Regions from separate parts of the Zea mays genome. Here region 1 is linked to region 2. Evidence: chromatin contacts called from public Hi-C data. All regions are on one chromosome and are shown on one strand. The core of a region is the stretch at or near the end of the contact, and the rest is flanking DNA. Distances in the headings are between cores, read along the strand shown. Region 1 holds the start of LOC100285029. Region 2 holds the start of LOC103645995 (probable WRKY transcription factor 14).

The links. A called contact is a pair of places that touch in the nucleus more often than the background predicts.
Region 1: a contact with region 2 is called in a Hi-C map of bundle sheath, with 3 times the contacts expected there. The contact joins the promoter of LOC100285029 here to the promoter of LOC103645995 in region 2. A contact is called at or near these places in 2 of 25 Hi-C or Micro-C datasets (bundle sheath and ear).

What each region holds. Positions count from the first base shown.
Region 1 is chr2:13,836,598-13,844,098 of Zm-B73-REFERENCE-NAM-5.0, reverse strand. It overlaps LOC100285029, which reads right to left and starts at 5,683. Exons shown (of 3, transcript NM_001372162.1): 1 at 5,400-5,683; 2 at 5,172-5,301; 3 at 3,949-5,063. The coding sequence starts at 5,538. The coding sequence ends at 4,115. It overlaps LOC103646002, which reads right to left and starts at 2,382. Exons shown (of 3, transcript XM_008670745.4): 1 at 1,816-2,382; 2 at 1,619-1,707; 3 at 1,222-1,486. The coding sequence starts at 2,015. The coding sequence ends at 1,413. It overlaps LOC103648421 (E3 ubiquitin-protein ligase RNF14), which reads left to right. Exons shown (of 7, transcript XM_008672896.4): 7 at 304-870. The coding sequence ends at 435.
Region 2 is chr2:13,316,528-13,323,247 of Zm-B73-REFERENCE-NAM-5.0, reverse strand. LOC103645995 (probable WRKY transcription factor 14) reads left to right here and starts at 3,288. Exons shown (of 3, transcript XM_008670735.4): 1 at 3,288-4,662; 2 at 5,281-5,421; 3 at 6,504-6,720. The coding sequence starts at 4,016.

The DNA of each region.
Region 1 (7,501 bases), core at 4,434-6,933, 520 kb before region 2:
TGGGATTAGAATATTATTATTATTAAATAACGAGATTGAATAACAATGAGCCATGACTTGATTGAATTTCATAAGCGCTAGCATTAATTATTTGGATATTATATATAAAGTAAAACTGTGGCGGATCTCTAGGCCATTTTATTTTATTTATCGTTTGAACTAAGACAAGCCTGGGCTAAACCACACTAGCGGATTTTCTTAGTGGACTCCTAGCAGCTTGAAACTGTATTGTGAATTCCCCAACCAGAACCAAACAAATGCCTTGGCATTACCTCTTATGTATTTGCTTGGTAACTTCGGCAGATCGGAAACAACAACCACCTCTTCTGTTGGGCATGCCAGAAGCATTTTTGTGCCCTGTGCCATAAGGCTGTCCAAAAGCCCGCACAGCATTATGGCCCCAAAGGATGCAAGCAACATACGGCAGATCCCTGAATGAGGTTTTCCCATATGTGCATCAACACCGTGGTGCCAGTGCAGTTTCGAAGTGTTCTGTGCAAGTACAGATAAATACTTGTCCTGGGACGTACTTCACTCCTGGATTCCATTATTGTTATTATTTTTTTTGCTGCAAGCATGTTTTGAAGTTTCCGTCGTCGTTGTACCTACAGTAACAGTTGTGCAGTTTACATTCGGGAACATGAACAGGAACTGTTCATTCATTCGTTCAGTACCAGATGGATTGTTGAGAATACTCGGGTGTTGAAGTTGAGAATACTCGCGTATTAAAGATGCGATTGAACACAAGTCCAAAACCGATAGAACCTTGTAAAATTCTAAAAGGGAAGATTATTTGTTGTACTGTTGGATTGATCTTATGCCAATACAAAGGAAGCTGTCATTGTTTGGTTATATGGTTTCAAATTTTAACTTGGCGTTCCCGATGGTCGGACCTGTGGTTTGAGTGACTGTTGTCATTGGAATATTGAATGTTCTTGCTGGTTACCTGCATCTTCAATTTTCCCAGTTAATTCAGTATTTTTTTTGTTCTCTCTCTCTAGTAACGATATCATGAGTCATGACCCACCTTCGTCAGCCGAAAGGAAAGAAAGTTTATGTGGTTCAGATTAGAAGTTTGCATAGAGGGGTGGAGGGGTTGATTTGTACCAGATACGTTCCTAAAAAAAGGGTTCATCTAACCTTCCTCGACAATTGCAAAAGTCTGCTTTGCCTCCCTCCGTAGGAAAGCCAGATGTTTAGTTGATGTGATGCGAGGTCATGTTCTACTATAACGATGTCATGTTCTACTATAACGATGAGCAAGCCACGCTGATGCTCTCACTTATTTAGAGCAGGAAGTGGGGCACGCTTTACTCTGCGCCAGTGCCATACCATGCAAGTACAATACACTCTGCTGCAATTTCAACGAACATGGTTGCAGTTATTGTCGACCCTATAGCACTAAGTTTTTTTCAGAGATGGCCGTCCGTCTCCGGAAGCGAAGGAGGGTCCTCCAGTCGTGTGACCTTCAGCACGCCTGGTACTTCTGCTCATTTGAGGATTGAGAACCATGTTGATGGACGCCAATACGTTGAAATTCACGTCGTCAGTTCTTTTATATCCAAAATTGTTATATAATTAACAGTAGCATATATGGACTGATACGGATTTAGCTCACTTGACAGCCGACGGCCCTGGTTGTTGGTGATGAGCGCGCTGAATACCCCGAGCTCACTGTCGTACGTTGCTCTCCGCGCTGCTTCGACGCTGAGGTCGTCCAGCAAAAAAAACACAGGGTAAAAAACAGGGAGATAAAGTTGCTTGAGTCTTGGAGGAGAATGGAGAATGGAGAGGTCCATGAGCCATGCATGCGACCTGCCGAGCACTTTGGCGAGCAGGCGGTAGTTGTAGTCGAGCTCGTCCACGCCGTCGTCCGGGAAGCGGACCGTGGCCTCGAACAGGTGGATCTCCTGGCCTCTCCGCTTCGGCGCCGGGCCGACGGCCGCGGCGACGACGGCGAGCGCCACCAGGACGGCAGCAACGACGGGGGACGTTCTGCCGCAGGTCATCTTCATGTTTTTTTTTCTTTCCCGCACAGTTAGCACGGGTTGAAGGCTTGCAGCGACTGAAGATTTGTTCTCTCTTTCTGTTTGGCTCAGTTGGGGTAGTATGTTGGTGAACTAGGGCCCGATTTTATAGGGTGGCTGTGCTGGTCAGTTACGTGAGTTCGAACTGTTTTCACCATCATAATAAAAGGCTCATTGAAGATCATTCATGAAGATCGATGAACGCTTCTACAGTCCACTTATTACAGCACTGATCATGCAAAGCGACATGCTTAGGTTCCGGCACCCCAGAATTCACTTCTCTTATACAAATCGAAATCGTGCTGTTGCTTAGGTTCCGTTACCTCCAAGTTTTTGTGCTCGGCGTTTGGGGCATCTGACTGACTGTTGAACCAATTGGGCGTGCTGCATTTATCATCAGGCGTTCAATTGATCTTTACCACCGATGACCTTGCCGCAGGCAGAGCAGAAGACCTGGCAAGAGTTTCCGCACACCATTTTGTCGCACGCTTCTGCTTTGGCGATGGCCATTCGATCAGCATTCGAGGCAGAAAATCAACATTTAAGTCAAAAAAGTCCAAAAGCTACTGCTAGGGAAAAAAATTCTTTGCATCCGGGACGCAAATAATCCCTTTTACATATCAGAGGTGTTTGCATCTGGAATGTACATAATTATTTTCGGGGAAAAATTCTTTGCATCCAGTACGCAAAGAATTTCTTGTACAACATCCAGTGGTGGTCCATATAAATAGAAGAAAAACAAGTTATTAAAGAGTTAATTTGCAAATTTTGATCCGTTTTTGTGGACCTCCAAGTGATGGATACAAGGGGCTGTAAAAGAGTGTGTTTACATCTGAAATGTACATAATTTTTTCCCCTTATTTTCTGTGGGGATGTACAATTTTTTTTCCCTTATTTTCCGTCTTTGGTGCTCCTTAGCAGAACCGTCAACGGTGGTATGCCATCCTCGTTTGCGGCCTCTTGTTTCGCGACAAATTTTGCGACTTACGGCGATCTTGAGCGTGCGAGTTACGACGATCCAATCATGACATTTGACACACACGTACCTCCCTCTTGGTGTTGTTTTTTGTTAGGTAACCTACTTCCTTATCGTGTTTTATGGTGACGTATATACGCAACTTGCTCGACCAAATTAAAAAAAAAAGAGGCATGGCCCGTGGAGTGTGTGAACAAGACTACGGCACATCGAGTAGGAAAAAACAAACACACACACACGAGAGACGGGTGCGATGAAATGCGAGAGGAAAGGCTATAGTCAAAAAAGGCACGACACAACTGGACGTCCGTTGCGTGCGTAGTAGTCTACGAAGGCGCAGCGGTTGGACCGGCCGGGTTAAAATGGCAGTGGGAACCCGGTGATCACAGCGCATGCATCACGCTGACGTCATCCATACCCTCCATTATTGTATAAGTTTAGCATATACCAACTTCCAACCGGCAAATGAAGGTAGTAAGGCCTGTTTGTTTAAGTTTAGGACTAGTTTGTGAACTCAATTTTTTCATAGGATTTTCATTTTTCCAAGGGAAAGCGAACTAATTTTCCTTGTAAAAATAGAAATCCTTTGAAAAAATGGAGTTCCCGAACCAGCCCTTAGATTATATAGTAATCCAACTTAAACAATTAAAGAGTCAAATAAATAAAACAGATTATCCATAAGCTGGATTACACGTATAACTCTATAAGGAAACAAACTGGGTCCGAAGAAGTTGCATCATCTCGGGTAAACTCAGTGAGTACCGGAAATATTGACTCCTTTTTGTCAATCTACTGCGCGCCTGACCAAAAACAGCATCTTTTTAGCTCTTCTGTATATGTGCACACTAGCCTAACTGATCTCCCTTTTTATTATTATTATTATTATTATTATTATTATTATTATTATTATTATTATTATTATTATTATTATTATTATTATTATGTACTTATAATAATACGCCGCCGGCGGTTTAGTATTGAGTTTATGCTCCTCTGAGCTATGCACTTGTACAATCATTGTGCAAGCAAGCAATACGATCCGTTTGTTCAGGATTTCTGTTCTGCTATCTAAAAAAAATAAAAAAAAAACGACGACGACGAACGATAAATCTCACAACCCCATCAGGTTGCTACTACTAGTCACCGAGTACCCGGGTTCCTGGAGCACGGCGGAGGCGGGGCCCGCTTGGAAGTAGCAGGACACCGGGTCGTCCACCATGGCAGGAAGCGGGTCCGGGTGGTTAGCCACCAGACCATGTGGGCCCGTTGGGTACTGGTAGTGGTAGTCCTCCACGTCCACGGGGCCCCACAGGCCCAACTCCCTCTCCAGGTCCTCCAACCACCACTCCTTTCCCTCCTCCTCCGCCGCTCCGTGGTGGCTGGTCGCGCAGGCGCCGTTCGTCGTCGGCTCCGGCGCATTGCTCTGGCAGCACGGCGCCGATGTCTCGGCAGACACGGCGCAAGCGGAGCCTCCTCCGTCGCCGCCGCCGTCGCCGTTGCCGTCGATGATGCTCCACAGCTCCTGGTCGATGTCGATCTCTGGCAGCACGAGCAGGTCGTCCACGCCGAGCGGCGCGCAGCCCGGCGGCGGCGGTGGGGACGTGGACGAGGCGCAGGGCGACGTGGGTCTGGACGCCGACGCGAACGCGGACACGGCCGGGCCGTACGGCGCTGGCACGGGGTCCACCAGCATGTCGAAGCCGAAGGTTATTGGGTCGTCGTCCAGCATGGGCATCATCTCGAGGTTCTCCAGGTCCAGCTCGTCGTCGTCCGCCTCCTTGCTGGTGTTGCTCTGCTGCTCGCCGGAGTCGCCGCTGGAGCAGTTGGCCGTCGTCGTGGTGGACGAGGACGGCGACGGAGACGGAGTCGGTGACGGGAGCGGCTCCTCGGCGCCGCCAGCGGCTTTCTTCTTCTTCTTCTTCTTGTTCTTGTTGGACCCGGCGGCGCCGTGCTCCTCCTCCCCGCCGGACGGCGATACCCGCTTCTTCAGGTGCGTGTTCCAGACGTTCTTGATCTCGTTGTCCGTCCGGCCCGGCAGGCACGACGCGATCTTGGACCACCTAGTAGTAGAAACAAAACCCAAACGGAACTCGATCAGCCTCGACGACGTCATGGCCGGCCGAGTGCAGCAGAGTCAGGGAGCTGAAGTCCTCCAAGTCGGAACGCACTTGTTGCCGAGCAAGCCGTGGAGCTTGATGACGGTCTCCTCCTCCTCGGCGCTGAAGTTGCCGCGCTTGAGGTCCGGGCGGAGGTAGTTGATCCACCGCAGCCGGCAGCTCTTCCCGCACCGCAGCAAACCTGTGGAATCGAATTAAGAGACAACCATTAGAGCCGAGCGAACTCCGAGTCCCATGCATGCAACGTGCACAAGGAATCCAGCGCGCCGCCGTCCGTACCTGCTTGCTTGGGCAGGGCGCGCCAGTTGGCGTGGCCGTACTTCTGAATGTAGGCGACGAGGCGCATGTCCTCCTCCGGCGTCCAGGAGCCCTTGTTGAGCCCCACCTTGGCGCAGCACGGTGCCCGGCCCTTCCCCATGGCTGTCCCGAGTCCCAAGCTGCTGCTGCTGCTGCTGCTGCCGCGCGGCGACACCTCGAGCTCCTGCTCCTGACCTGTGTCTCTGTGTGATCGATTGCTCGATTCCGTGCGTGACAGTGCCTCGCCCTGTGCCAGGGACCTGTGCGGAGCTGCAGCCAGGACAGTGGCACGGCCAGGCGTATATATACACGAACGCACGCGCGCGGCCCCACGGTGAGATGCCGGGTGCGGGTCGCGCGCGCCCTTGACGTGCGCGACGCCGACAGCGCGCGACAGGTGACACAACACAGAGCGCGGCCGTGTGCGCTCGCGCGCGGCCCCTCACCAACCAAACCCCCCCTGTCAGACTGTCAGATCTCAGAGCCTCTGCCTGCGTTCGTTCGTTCGTTCCCCGGGTCGAATTCCCAACAAATGCGGAGGCCGGAGGGGGGCCATCGCGCGATCTCAGTGGGGCCCCGTGGCCCTTGCTTGCCCAGCTGGGTGTCCGAGGTGGCCGCGCGGGCGCCGACTGGCATCGCGACTGGACATGTGTGATTGCTTGGTGTGCCGTCACTTGGACAAGCGCGCGACATTGGTTGCATCAGGCCGTGGGTTTATGGGCTAAAGCATGTTTGTTTGCGAAAACGAAGAATAAGCACGACGATGATGGATAAATATCGGGGTTTTTTTTTCACCCCACCCCGATTCGTCAAAATCAGCATAAATGGCGGGGGACAGAGAGCAAGTTGGACACTTTGCTTAGGATCAAATCTATTGGAGCAGTCCGCCTCCGTACCACTGTGCGCAAAACTTCGCATCAATATACAGCGCTTTTCCAGGCTCCTTCATACTCGCTGCACTGCACTGCACGTTTGAGGAATTATAAGCTGGGCTGCAATTGACCTGGTAACAGAGGGTAGCTAAATGACCAGTTTGTTCTGTGCTTCTTACACTAGCAGTACCTAATACTCCCTCGGTTATTAGCCGTTTTAGCTCTGCGTTTTTATGTCTACGTTTAAATGGATAACGATGAACCCATACTCATATAAAACATATACATTGTACGCAATAATTAACTAAAACGAAATTTAATTTTGGACGGAGTGAGTACTTCAATAAAAGTTCCTGTGTGGTACGGACAAGAGCAAGTGGATAAGTGAAGGTGTCAAAAATCTACAGCTAATCTGGACGTTTCCAAAACCAATTTTCGTGTTTTCTCCTTCCACCACCGGCTGTCCTTCGCGTACATTCCACCGACACAGTAACGCATCAGAAGGAAGAAAAAATATGCGCTGATTATGTAGTACTCCAGTTGACATATTGCACCGTCGTCAGATTTGGTAGTTTCACATTGTCTTAATAAGGGCACAAGTGCTGGCATTTGGTACGCACCACTCAAATTATTTGATTTATCCTCCCATTCCCTGTACTAGTTAAGCTGTTGGTATCAACAGCCCATAGACATTAAACAAGTTGCACTGCATCGTGACAAAAAAAAAACGATTGTACTCTAAAACGTACTTTCTCGGGCTCATGTTTATATTTTTTTGTCCTGTGCAACCATTTCTATATATATTTGATTTCGTCGTATCGAATCGAGCTACTTACTAGAGTCTTAGACTAGTACTACTACCTGCTCGTCAGTCGTCACTGTTGAAAAAAAAACAGTAGCAGAAAAATGAAAGGAGACTACCTACCCGTTCCCCCCACCCCCCTTCCGTACGGCACCTCCAGTCGTTGATCAAACAGCAACGATCTGATTCGCAGATTAAGTCCAAACCTCGTTCTCGACCAGACGACCACTCGATTACCGGTGCTAGCACTAGCACGCAATGTGTATAACCTGTTGTTGCAATCCGCTAGAACAGATGGACACAGGCAGCAGCACAGCCAGCGCACGAAGGCACGAAGGCTCGGCCAATCAACGCATCATCCAATAAGCACAGCGCTAGCTGATCACTTCAGAGAGTCGAGTCAGGTCGGA
Region 2 (6,720 bases), core at 2,039-4,538:
CTGTTTGCATTATTATTATCGTTGCCGCCGTTTGTGTCATTATACTTAAGTGAGCCACCGAATGCATAAAAGATACTCTCTCTTCTTTTTTATTTATCGCGTTTTAGTTAAAAACAAACTAGTGAGCGACAATATTCGACAACTAAGGTATTATTTGTTACTATATAAGTCCAAGTACCATGGTGCATACACCTATGTTTAAGTAGTCTCTCTGATGAGATATTACAACCATTTTTTGTCTCATTAGGCTATCACAAAAACTTACTCATCTATGTTTCTTATTTTGAACTTCACTATGTAAACAATATCATTTATATTGTTTTGCACGGTCATATACACTAGTCACAGCCTTAACTAGATATTATATCCATATTCTTCCAAACATTTTATAATTTATCATAGCATCAAGACAGTTTTGTTGTGTTGAGTACATAAGATCGCAACGTGTATGTAGTGAACCCGCAGTAGGCCAGCTACCAGCCGGTGCCCTGCAGGGCGGCTGGACTAAATTTATAAATAATAAATTTATGATATTTAAATAGATATTATTATATTTTATAGTATATTATTTGATGTCATAATTTTTATAGTTTTTTTAGTTTTAGTTAAATTTAAGATGTTTTGTATTTTGAAAAGTTATAATAACTTATATTTTAAATTCGAAATAATAGTTATTTTTCTGCAAACCAATCATGACGATGTTATGTATTTCTAATATAATATTAGATAAATATAACTTTTATATTAAATGTGTAACTTCTCGTAAGATATACACTTTTCATTTTAAAAGTATATTTATCTACATCACATAAGAAAGAAATGTTTTTTTCTAAAAATATAGAAAATAGTGGTACACGATTAATATCATCTTTTAAAATTTTATTATTTTTAGCGCCTTAACTATATCTCAAATGAGTAACCTCGTAACTAAAAAATTAAACATGTCATACAAGAAAGTTGTCATCTTAATTCTTGGTATGCTATTATTATGTTGATGAAACTTTATATTAATTTATGTCGTCTTAACTACCTCAAATGTAAAAACTCAAAACTATAAAGTTATAGATCGTATGGAGAGTGATAGCTTTCGTATAAAAAATATCTTTATCAGATACAAGTATAGTAGTATTTTTTTAAGACAAGCGCTTGTACGCCATTATTATCGTGCTGAAATTTTATAGTATTGTTTTATTAGCTTCTTAGATAGCTCAAATAAAAACTGAACAATAAATTGTTACATTTCATACAATTCATCTTTATGTGACGTCGTATAATTTTTTTTAAAAAAAAGTTTGAGTTTTTTTACATCACTCCCTGTTAGGGAAAAAACAATATTGTCACATCTACGAGAGTGGCATAACAAAATTTTCTATGTGAAAATAATCGTCTAGCATGGTAGATCATGTTACGCTAACATATATGGCATAACATATGCACTGGAAACGGCAATAGGTAAATGTCTATCGGGTATTACTATCCTATGCACATACCCAAGAGAAAAAATAAACCAGTTGAGTCACCCATATCTACTTGTGGGTATGTATTTACCTCCATACTCGTACTTTATGTGGGTATGGGTCACCCATCGGGATATCCGTACCCACAAAGATTAAACATATATCAAAATAATATATTGTACAAGTATATATCCATCTAAATACCATCACAAAAATTCTAGCATTATTCAATTATTCAATCTTACATACAACATCACCACAGATAATTGGATAAAGTAGCAACATTAGGATAGTACCACATAACACAATACATGTTCCATTACATGGTCGTCGTCGAATAGTTGTTAAGCCTTCCATGACATTATTGCTCAAAAGGGTGTGAAATAGTCAAAAGATGGATGATTGTATCCTAAGTTCATGTTTTTGGACCAAGTTTATACCGGGTAGTTTATACCCACGGTTTAACGGGTATGAGTGACGGCGGAACATTATAATATTCGTTTATCCATTGGATGAAAGTTTTTTTTCCAAAAAAAAACTCATTAGTAAAATATTTAGCACATATACACATCTTAATGTAGTAAATATCCATCGGGTATCGGGTTGTGGATACTCATTGCTATCTCTAATCTGCACACCATCATACGCTTACACAAGAATTAATCTCAAACCATGTGTTCCCAGTATACGCTATACGGCTGCGTATATATCCAGGCATGTGTTGATGCTGCCGATCGGTATCTGGGGCGCTGGCTGCAATTATTCACAAGCATTCACAGTACCGTTCGGCATATATATATATATATATATATATATATATATATATATATATATATATATATATATATATATATATAGTAGCACACCGCACAAAGCCAGTTCGGTGTGCATGGCAGCGCGGCTGGCCGCCTCGATCGGCTAGGCCTCGGCTCATAGCATAGAAGACAAAAGGCCATGCCATTTCAGATCACAGTACTCGGCACACATGCATGCGCTCGCATATGTCCTGTGGTGAAACGACCAAAAGTACGCACGACTATGCGCCACACTGTAGCCGCCGCATATGCGTACGTGGGCGATTCCGTCTCTCCTTCACCCCCTGACGCCGATGCTGATAGACGACGACGACGCACAACCATGCATATAATCGTGGACTATTTGCACATGAATAAACGCCAGTAGATAACTGCTCTATTGATGGTGTATATAGTACATCCACAGAACGGAACACATGATGCAAAATTCTTGTGTGTGCATGCAGCAGCAGCGTGCATGCACACAGGTCGATCCAGAGCGTGCGTGCTTGGCGATCAGATCGGTCGGGTCGCCCGGCCGGCCTGCGCTGCGCATGCCATGAAGAAGGCCTGAGTAACGGAGTGGTGCAAGTAGGTTGCGTGTGCGGCGGACTCGGTCATTCCGTCCGTCAGTGGGTTAAAAAGAAGAGGAGACAGAGACGACAGGCGTCCGACGCGAGCGAGCTAGATCAGCTCAGGGAGGTCCGGCTCCGGCCGGGGACGGTTCCAGCCTTTTCACCGTGCATGGACATGGTAGCATCGCATGCGGATCGGACCCGGTGGCCGGCATATGCACGGCCCGTTTTTCTTTTTACCAGGCCAGGGCCAGGGCGACAGGCGCCCGACGCGGCCATGCCGCCTTGCGTATGGAGGTGGCACACCGGCCGCGGCCTCCCCCACGCACCTCGCCCGTCTGCCGTGCCCTTGAAAAGGTCAGCCTCCATCCGTCCGTCCGTCGGTCAATCGACCGGCGCAGGAGGACGGAGGGCCAGCATATGTTATGCATATGCATATGCATGCACGCACATCGATCGCCAGAAGAAAACAATACAAAATCCACACAACCCATCACTCTCGCCCTCCTGTCCCTCTCTCGACATGCCTGTCTATCTCTCTCTCTCTCATCTCTCTGCCCTCACATACTTCTTTATTGTCCTCTCTTGGAAGCCAACTCAAGTTACCCATCTCTCTCTCTCTCTCTCTCTCTCTCTCTCTCTCTCTCTCTCTCTCTCTCTCTCTCTCTCTCTCTCTCTCTCTCTGTGTGTGTCTCTCCTCTTCTTGTGTTTTCGATCCCTCTTCTCTCCTGTTGCTTGCTTGGTGTGGAGAAAAGATAGCTCACTTTCCACAGCCCCATCTCTCACATCCTGCTTCCCCTCCACCCTACCTCCTTTTCTGCCCCCCACAAAAGCTAAACAAGCTTGCTGGTTCGCTTGCCTGCTTGGTATTAGCTACCCCCAAGCAGATCGGGCCAACCTGCAACTACTTCAAGAGATCGCTGTCCCTGCCCTAGCAGCCTTCTTTCTCCTTCGTGACAACACATGCATGCACCCAGGCTGCTGCTTCCTGTGCTGTGCATCACACGGGTCTTGGAAAGCTAGCCTCGTTAGCTTCTTGGTGCCAGTTGATTGGAAAGGAGCGAGAGAATTATTGAGCGGTTGGCATCAGCCGCTTGCATCCACTATAGAGGCAGCGAGCGAGAGCGAGAGGGATCGGCAAAGGGCGCCCTAGGGGAGCTACTACTAGCTGCCGCACGATACTACAGCCATGTGCGACTACTTCCTTCCGAGGATGGAGGGCGACCAGGCCGGCGGCGGAGACCTCACGGACATCGTCCGGTCCGGCGGAGCCATCCCTGGAAACGCCGCGGACACGCCGTCCACGGCCGCCGCGGACGAGTGGCAGCTCCAGGGGGACGCGACGATGCTCTTCCCGCCGCTTCCCTCGTCGACGACAGCATCGGAAGTAGGCTGCGCCGCCGTCTTCGGCACCGACCCTTTCTCCGGCCTCGTGGACCCGTTCAGTACCGACTACTCCTCGGGCGCCGACTTCCTGGACGCCATGCCGGACGCGATGGCCAAGGTCGGCTTCGACACGACGGCTATCTGTGGCGGCAGCGGCAGCGGCAGCGGCTGCAGAGGAGGAGGCGGAGGCCAACTCATAGACATGAGCCGGAAGCAGCAGCCTCTCTTGCCGCGGGGGTTGCAGATGCCGGCGGTTGGAGGAGTGCTGACGCCGAGGGTGGTGCTGCCGTCGCCGTTGTCGCCGAGGGAGATACGACCGTACCCGGCGTTAGCCGGAGACATGGTCAAGCTCGGAATCACGGCCGGGCAGGTGGCCGGGTGCGCCATCGACGCCGCCGTTGTCGACATGCAGATGTCTTCGCCTCGCGCCGCGGGCGGGATCAAGCGCAGGTTGGGCAGATCCGCCTGGATCCAACGCACATCTGCTAGCTTCGTTGCATCGTCTTTATCTTGCATGCGTGTTTGCTACCTGCTACTCCGTATATAGCTCGTGATGATTTTTAGGGAAGGTTCTGCGATCTCTTTTTTTTTTCTGTTGCTTTTGCTTCTCCTCCTCTCTCGTGCTCCGCGCGCTGCACCTCCATGGAAAAAAAGAAATAGAGTAAGAAATGGGGCAGGATTCCAAGGATTCCTCGGGCTGTGCTAGCTAGGAATTGGCAAGGTCGTAAGTGTTGCCTACAGCTCGAAATTTGAGGCGTGAGAGTCATCATGAACACATGGTGTGATCAGTGGGGGGTATTTCTGGATGGACCAACGATGCCTACACATGTACATAGGGTTATGTGCATCTAGACCTAGCTGGTTTTCTCCCCGGACAGGCCGGCTTTGGAGTCTCCAAAGCTGATTTACGAAACCCTAGTAATAAGCCTCAATTAATTTAAAAAAAAACAGTACCTTTGCCTCATCAATAGATAATTATTCGTGCACTTGTAGCTCTGTAATTTTATCACTTGCTTGATCACAGATGCTCATCAAATATTAACGCCATCAGAAAATACATCTGCGCAGGAAGAACCAAGCAAGGAAGGTGGTATGCATCCCAGCGCCGACAGCAGCAGGGGGGAGACCAACTGGAGAGGTGGTTCCTTCTGATCTCTGGGCCTGGAGGAAGTACGGCCAGAAGCCTATCAAGGGTTCTCCTTATCCAAGGTATGCGTTAAGCACATCCACGAATTAGCTGGGATTTTGTTCCAATAGAAGAGAAATGGTTAATGTGGCTCAGTTAATCTATAGCTGAATAATCTGCTGGTGATAAATTCGAGGTGAAGCTTACAAATTACTACTATAAGAGAGTAAACAAAACTATCTTCTCTAGTTCTCTATGGCCCATCGCTATAGAATTCTTAGCTCCACAATTATTCTTATTTGTGGCTGCATGATCGATGCAGTTTGAAAGACAATTTAATGCATGGTTACCTGGCTAGCTAGGTAGCAAGACGTATAGTATGGGGAGGATGCTTGTAAGTCTCATGCGTCCAATATCTATAGTAGTTAGTTGTTTCATCACTCTATGAGACATTTTGGCGTTTGTTTTTGGAGTGTACAACACGTCGTCCTAATTACAGATACGGTTACATTATCAGCAACAGATAACAAAGTATGCACCTTATCTTGGGGTTAATGTGTTCCAAGGCATACACATTACCAAACCGTTCATGTTTTCCCCCAGATTTTAATTCTATATGCAAAGCGTAGTTAGGAGTTGCTCACACCCACCTGGATCTACTTTTAAGCTCTTTTGTACAGTTTTTATTTACATGTGATATGTCAGACTATCTTCCCTAGATTGAACGGGGGAAACTAATTATAAAAATTCTGATAAATCATACCTCTCTGTTTCAAAATATAATTCTTTCTAGGCTTCCAGCCTTTTTTCTATTCACATTCGCATTAATGACAATAAATATAGACATATATAGACTACATTTATAAGTTGATTAATGAATGTAGATTTAATCTAAAACGAATTATATTTTTGGACAGATGGAGTATCAAGTACGACACTGTTGATTTTGAATAACTGTTTAAGTATATGTAAGCATATATACATGTAAAACTGATGAGCCCCCGATCGATCGATCGGCTCATCGGGATATATATGAAGTGCAATTTATTAAAACTTACATAGATACGCTGGTTGCAATATATCACAGCAAGCTAGTGATGAAAAAGGTGCGTGCATGCTTGCTGACTTCAATAATGTTCTTGTTCATGAAATGCACGATATCCAGAGGGTACTACAGATGCAGCAGCTCGAAAGGATGCTCGGCGCGGAAGCAAGTGGAACGAAGTCGGAATGACCCCAACATGCTCGTCATCACCTACACCTCCGAGCACAACCATCCATGGCCGACTCAGCGCAACGCCCTGGCCGGGTCAACTCGGAACCACCACAGCAAGAACAGCGGCGGCAGCTCAGGTTCCAAGAACGAGAAGCAACAGCAGCAA